Linked DNA regions of Macaca mulatta: region 1 is linked to region 2. A link is a contact called in public Hi-C data. All regions are on one chromosome and are shown on one strand. The core of a region is the stretch at or near the end of the contact, and the rest is flanking DNA. Distances in the headings are between cores, read along the strand shown.

Region 1 (2,700 bases), core at 73-2,572, 150 kb after region 2:
TTTTAATAAGTGGTATGGAGAAGTACCAAGGATGCTAACAGCATCTAATAGGGAACCTAAAAGTAGACTGGGGCATCCAGAAAGGTTTCCCCAAGGAAGTTTCAACTGAATTGAGAGGTGAAGAATAAGTTATGGCCGAGTGCAGTGGCCCTGTAATTCCAGCACTTTGGGAGGCCGAGGTGGGAGGATCACTTGAGGTCAGGAGTTCGAGACCAGCCGGGCCAACACGGCCAAACCCCATCTCTACTAAAAATACAAAAATTAGCCGGGAGTGGTGGCAGACACCTGTAATCCCAGCTACTCGGGATGCAGAGGCAGGAGAATCATTCGGATCTGGGAGGCGGAGGTTGCAGTGAGCGAGATCGAGCCATTGCACTCAAGCCTGGGGGACAAGAGCGAGACTGCTCTCAAATACAAAAACAAACAAACAAAAAGGTGATAGAAGGGTAATGTAGCTGTAGCTGGAAGGAGGACCCAGCCAGGAATTGAAGCTGGAAAGGCAAGCTGGGGCTGGACCATGCTGAGTCTTCTTGCACAGCACTGTGATATGAATTATTATTATTATTATTATTGAGACGGAGTTTCATTCTTGTTGCCCAGTCTGGAGTACAACCATGCCCTCTCGGTTCACTGTGACCTCCACCTCCGGGCTTCAAGAGTTTCTCCCGCCTCAGCCTCCCAAGTAACTGGGATTACAGGCACCGGCCACCCCGCCTGCGTAATTTTTTTGTATTTTTAGTAGAGAAGGGGTTTCGCCATGTTGGCCAGACTGGTCTCGAACTCCTGACCTCAGGTGATCCTCCTGTCTCAGCCTCCCAAAGTGTTGGGATTACAGGCGTGAGCCACCGCGCCCAGCCGAGATTTGAAATTTGGATTCTACTAAGGACGACGGGAGCCAGCACAAGGTTTTCAAGTGACTTGATCAGATTCCCAAGGTTGGTTCACAAGGAACTTCGATAATCGCAGTCTAGTGAGCATAATTGCACTGGGAGAAGGCACTGCTGCAAGAATCCTGTGAGCCAGACAGATGAGGGCACCAACCAGGATGGGTGGCAGATAAGGTCTTAACAGCCTCAAGGTGATTTGCTTCCTTGTTGAAGGCTTTAATTAATCCTCTTAAGTAACTTTCAAGTTCTTGAGTTCAAGTAAACACACTGGTCCACTAGGGGAGGAGTGTCAGGCTATAAACATTTTAATAATTAAAAAGAAAAGGCTTTAATTGGTCAAAGTATTCATTTTCTATGGAGTGCTCCCAACCAGAAGATGAGGGAAATGGAGATAATGAAGCACGCCCCTCCTACCAAACACGATAAATTCTAGAGGCACTGTGAGATCAGGAATTTAAGGTGTATTTTTGTCCCACCCTGTTTTACAGGTGAGGTATCAAGTACGGTAACTCGTAATTTTCTTTTGGCCCAATCGAAAGGTATCATATAAAACAAAAGAAAGCTGTGTATGCGTGAAAAGGATCCGCCTTCCTCTCTGAAGAAAAGGGTGATTACGGCTTCGGAAACGCTTTTCAACCCAACACTGCTGCCCGGCTGGCGGCAACGGCGGCGGCGGCAACGACAGATTCCTGCAGAAGCGGCGCCCGGCAGGGGCGGCGGGAGCTCGGGAGAGGCCGCCGGGGATCGGGCGGGGCCCCGCGTGAGAGCTAAGCGCCTGCCCTCGCGCCCGCAGGACAGCAGGGCCTGCATCGACTCTAAGGCGAGACCAGAAACTTGCTAGTGGAGCAATTCTGGTGCCCCTGCCAGGGCTGTGAACCCTCTGAGATCATCCCTCAATCAAACGAATAGAAATTCTCGGGAAGAAAAAAAAAAAAAATTGCAGGAATCCGGCTAAAATTCAGCAGCTTTCAGGGACCGATTCAGGGCATTATCCCTGTGGTTCCCTCGGCGAAAGGAGACTCGAAGCGCGACTGGAAGTCGCCGGGCCCCACAGAGCTGCGGTGCCCAGGCCGTAGGCTGTGGCGCGGGCGGAGGCGGCGGCGGCGGCGGCGGCGGCAGCGGCAGCGGGAGGACTCGGCGCTGGGGGCGCTGAGCGGCAGCCTCGCTTCCGGAGCTCGGCGGGCGGCGTCAGAGGAACGGGCGGCTTCCGGTCGGGGCGTAAACAAGGCCGTGGGCTGCAGGAGGCGGGGCGGACGGGCTGCAAGAGGGAGCCGGCCAGACCCGGATCTCTTCCCCGCCGTGCTCCGGGTCCCGGGCCCGCGCCGCCGCCGCCTGGCTCCGCTCGCGGCCCCGCTGTCTGCAGGCGTGCCCCGGCGGCGGCGGAGAGCCGTCCTCGGCCGAGGAGGCTGGTAAACGCGAGCGCAGGCGGCAAAGAGGCCTTAACGCCGTCCCTTTTGCCGCCGCCTTCTTTTTGCCGCGCGCCACTGTGCATTTCTCTCCTTTTCCTTTGTTTCTTTGGCCCCTCGCGGGTGTGGGCATTCCTGGTGAGCAAAAGTGCAGCCTCAAGATGGCTGATGGCAACGAGGATATGCGGGCGGACGACTTGCCGGGGCCAGCCTTCGAGAGCTATGAGTCCATGGAGCTCGCCTGCCCCGCCGAGCGCAGCGGCCACGTAGCCGTCAGCGACGGGCGCCACATGTTCGTCTGGGGCGGCTACAAGGTCAGTGAGTGGCCGGGCCGCGGCAGACGTCGCTCGGCTGTGACTTGGGTCTGGGTTCGCGGCCAGGCGGGGAGGCCAGAGCGGCCCGCCAAG
Region 2 (2,711 bases), core at 136-2,635:
TGGTTCCTCCACGCTGCCCGGCGGCGACCCCGCGTGCGTGCTCAAGTCCTGCTCCCCCGGCTTGGGGACACGTTCCTCTCCAGCGCCGGCCGGCGGGGACGCCACCTTGGGGTAGCCCACGGTGGTGACCCCAGAGCTCGCAGCCCCAGCCACGCAGGTATCGCGGCCTCCGTCCTCGGCGGGACTCCCCACGGGTCCCGCCTCCCCCTCGTGAACGGAAGTGCAGGCCTGGCCATCAGTTCCGGACGGGTCCAAGGACTCTTCCGGCGTGGCGGCGGCGACTGCGCCGGCGACGGCGGGATCCCGGCGCGCGGCCGGTAGTACCACTGGCAGCGTAACCACCAGCTGCCGCCGGGCCTTGTTGAATTGTGCCTTGCCGCGGCCGTCGTCCACTGGGTACGGGAGCGATAGTCGCAGCCGGTAGTCGGGTTTCCTTGAGTCGAGGCACAGCAGCTTTCCCGTCACCTCCAGCGCCGCCTGCGCGGCCGAGCGCAACAGCGGCAGTTCTATGGTGACCACCAGCTCATGGGGTACGGGGCTCGGGGCTGAGTCCCGGGAGCAGCGGTAATCCTGGAGGTCCACGTGGTGGCGCTGCACCACGCTGTAGCGGGGCTCAGTGGGGGCGGGCTGCAAGGCCGCTTCCGGAGGGGAGGGCACCCGGGGCCCGTGGGTTGCAGAGTTCCCGGAGGTTGCCGGGTACTGGTAGGGGTAGGGGAAGTCCGGGAGAGGACCCTTCGGCTCCTCCTCAGGCCTGGCCAGGATGACCCCGGGCAGGGGTGTGCGCAGCACCGCAGCCTCGGGGGTCCCCTTATACTTGGCTTTCAGGGTCTTGGCATTCCTGCGGTCCAGCTTCACGCCGAACTGCTTCTCGACTGCCTCCAGGGCCGTAGCGTCCAGCATCTGGCGGAAGCCCTCGTGCCGCCGGGCCAGCGCTAGCGCGTCTGGATGGAAGACCACGTCGTAGACCATGTATCGGCTGCTGTTGCGCCCCGCGTACTCACGGCCTGGCGCCAAGCTGTAGGGCAGGGACCAGTGACTGCCAGGAGCTGCTCCCCGGTCGTCATCGGAGCCGGGCCGGCTGCTGGGCGCGCCCACCAGCGCATTGCTGCAGACGTTCACGAAGCAGCGCCGTGTCTCGTCCAGGCTGGTGCGCAGCACGTGCCCCGGCTCCGGGTGCACGAACCGCACCTCCACCCCGCGCTCACGCTCTAGCGCGGTGATCTCCGCCTCGTAGCGCCGCCGGTTCTCCGGGTTGGTGAGCTCCTCGGCGTACTGGGAGAACATTCGCCGGAACTCCGGGTCCTGGAAGGCGGAGGTGAGCCGCTGGACCTCCTCTCCACTCAGGTCTAAGTCCTCCAGCGACGAGGAGGCCTCCGCTTTGGCCATACTGCCCTGTGGCTTCTCGCCCTCTGGCCAAGGGGGATCAATCTGAGACTGGCTTGGGGGATCCGCCTCAGAGTCTCTTGGCAGCCGAGAGTGACGCGGTGGAGATCAGTAACGGCTGGAAAATTGAGCCTTGAGCAGCGCGTGCTTGTTGCCATAGTGACACCACTAACATTCGGGAGGAGGGGTAGAAATCTTGGTGGAATAGGCTGGGCGCGTGGTTCAGGCCTGTAATCCCAGCACTTTGGGAGGCCGAGGTGGGCGGATCACGAAGTCAGGAGATTGAGACCATCCTGGCTAAAACGGTGAAACCCCGTCTCTACTAAAAATACAAAAAAATTAGCCGGGCTAGGGGGCGCCTGTAGTCCCAGCTACGTGGGAGACTGAGGCAGGAGAATAGCGTGAACCCGGGAGGCGGAGCTCTTGCAGTGAGCCGAGATCGCGCCACTGCACTCCAGCCTGGGCAACAGAGCGAGACTCCGTCTCAAAAAAAAAAAAAAAAAAAGGAAATAATGGTGGAATAGTGGAAATGCCAGAAATAGCCCTCTTAGATTCTTCAAACTAACTCACCGCTGTACTTTCTCTGTTTTATAGATTCCTGTGCCATAGTGCAGTTACTTACTTCTGCAGAATAACTATCGTAGTAACTGTCATAATTTCCAGCATTACGTGCATTATCCCATTCATTGCTCACACCACTAAAAGATAAAAACCTCATCCCCCTTTCACAAACAAGATGGGACCTGAGAAGTTGAACCAAGGTCACATAGCCAGTGTATTCAACAGGCGAATCCAAACCTAAGTTTATCTGCGTTTTTCACTTTGCTAAACCAACATTTCAATCTTTTTTGTTGTTGTTGAGATAGTCTCACTCTGTCTCCCAGGCTGGCATGCGGTGGCGAGATCTTGGCTCACTGCAGCTTTAGCTTCCCGGGTTCAAGCAATTCTCCTGCCTCAGCCTCCCAAGTAGCTGGGATTACAGGTGCCTGCAACCACGCCGGGCTAATTTTTGTATTTTTAGTAGAGATGGGGTTTTACCATGTTGGCCAGGCTGGTCTTGAACTCTTGACCTCAGGTGATCCACCCTCCTCGGCCTCCCAAAATGCTGGGATTACAGACGTGAGCGATGGCGCCCGGCCAACCTTTCAATCTCAGTGTTCCTCCTTTGCATTTTCTGGCGATTCCACTATAATATTTACCCAGTAAAAACTCATTTAGGGCAAGACATATGGGCAGGGTGTTCATAAACAATTGCCAGTGGCCCGTGAACATATAAGACTACATTAATAATAAAAATGCAAATATACCACATTTAAACTACCAAAATA

What was found. Hi-C and Micro-C count contacts between places; a contact is called where the count stands out from the background.
Region 1: a contact with region 2 is called in a Hi-C map of fetal cortex germinal zone, with 4 times the contacts expected there. The contact joins the promoter of KLHDC2 here to the promoter of DNAAF2 in region 2. A contact is called at or near these places in 5 of 14 Hi-C or Micro-C datasets (CD4 T cells, fetal cortex germinal zone, fetal cortical plate and 2 more).

The regions. Positions count from the first base shown.
Region 1 is chr7:122,997,402-123,000,101 of T2T-MMU8v2.0, forward strand. It overlaps KLHDC2 (kelch domain containing 2), which reads left to right and starts at 1,323. Exons shown (of 13, transcript XM_077940970.1): 1 at 1,323-1,375.
Region 2 is chr7:122,852,048-122,854,758 of T2T-MMU8v2.0, forward strand. DNAAF2 (dynein axonemal assembly factor 2) reads right to left here and starts at 1,386. Exons shown (of 2, transcript XM_002805231.4): 1 at 1-1,386. The coding sequence starts at 1,386.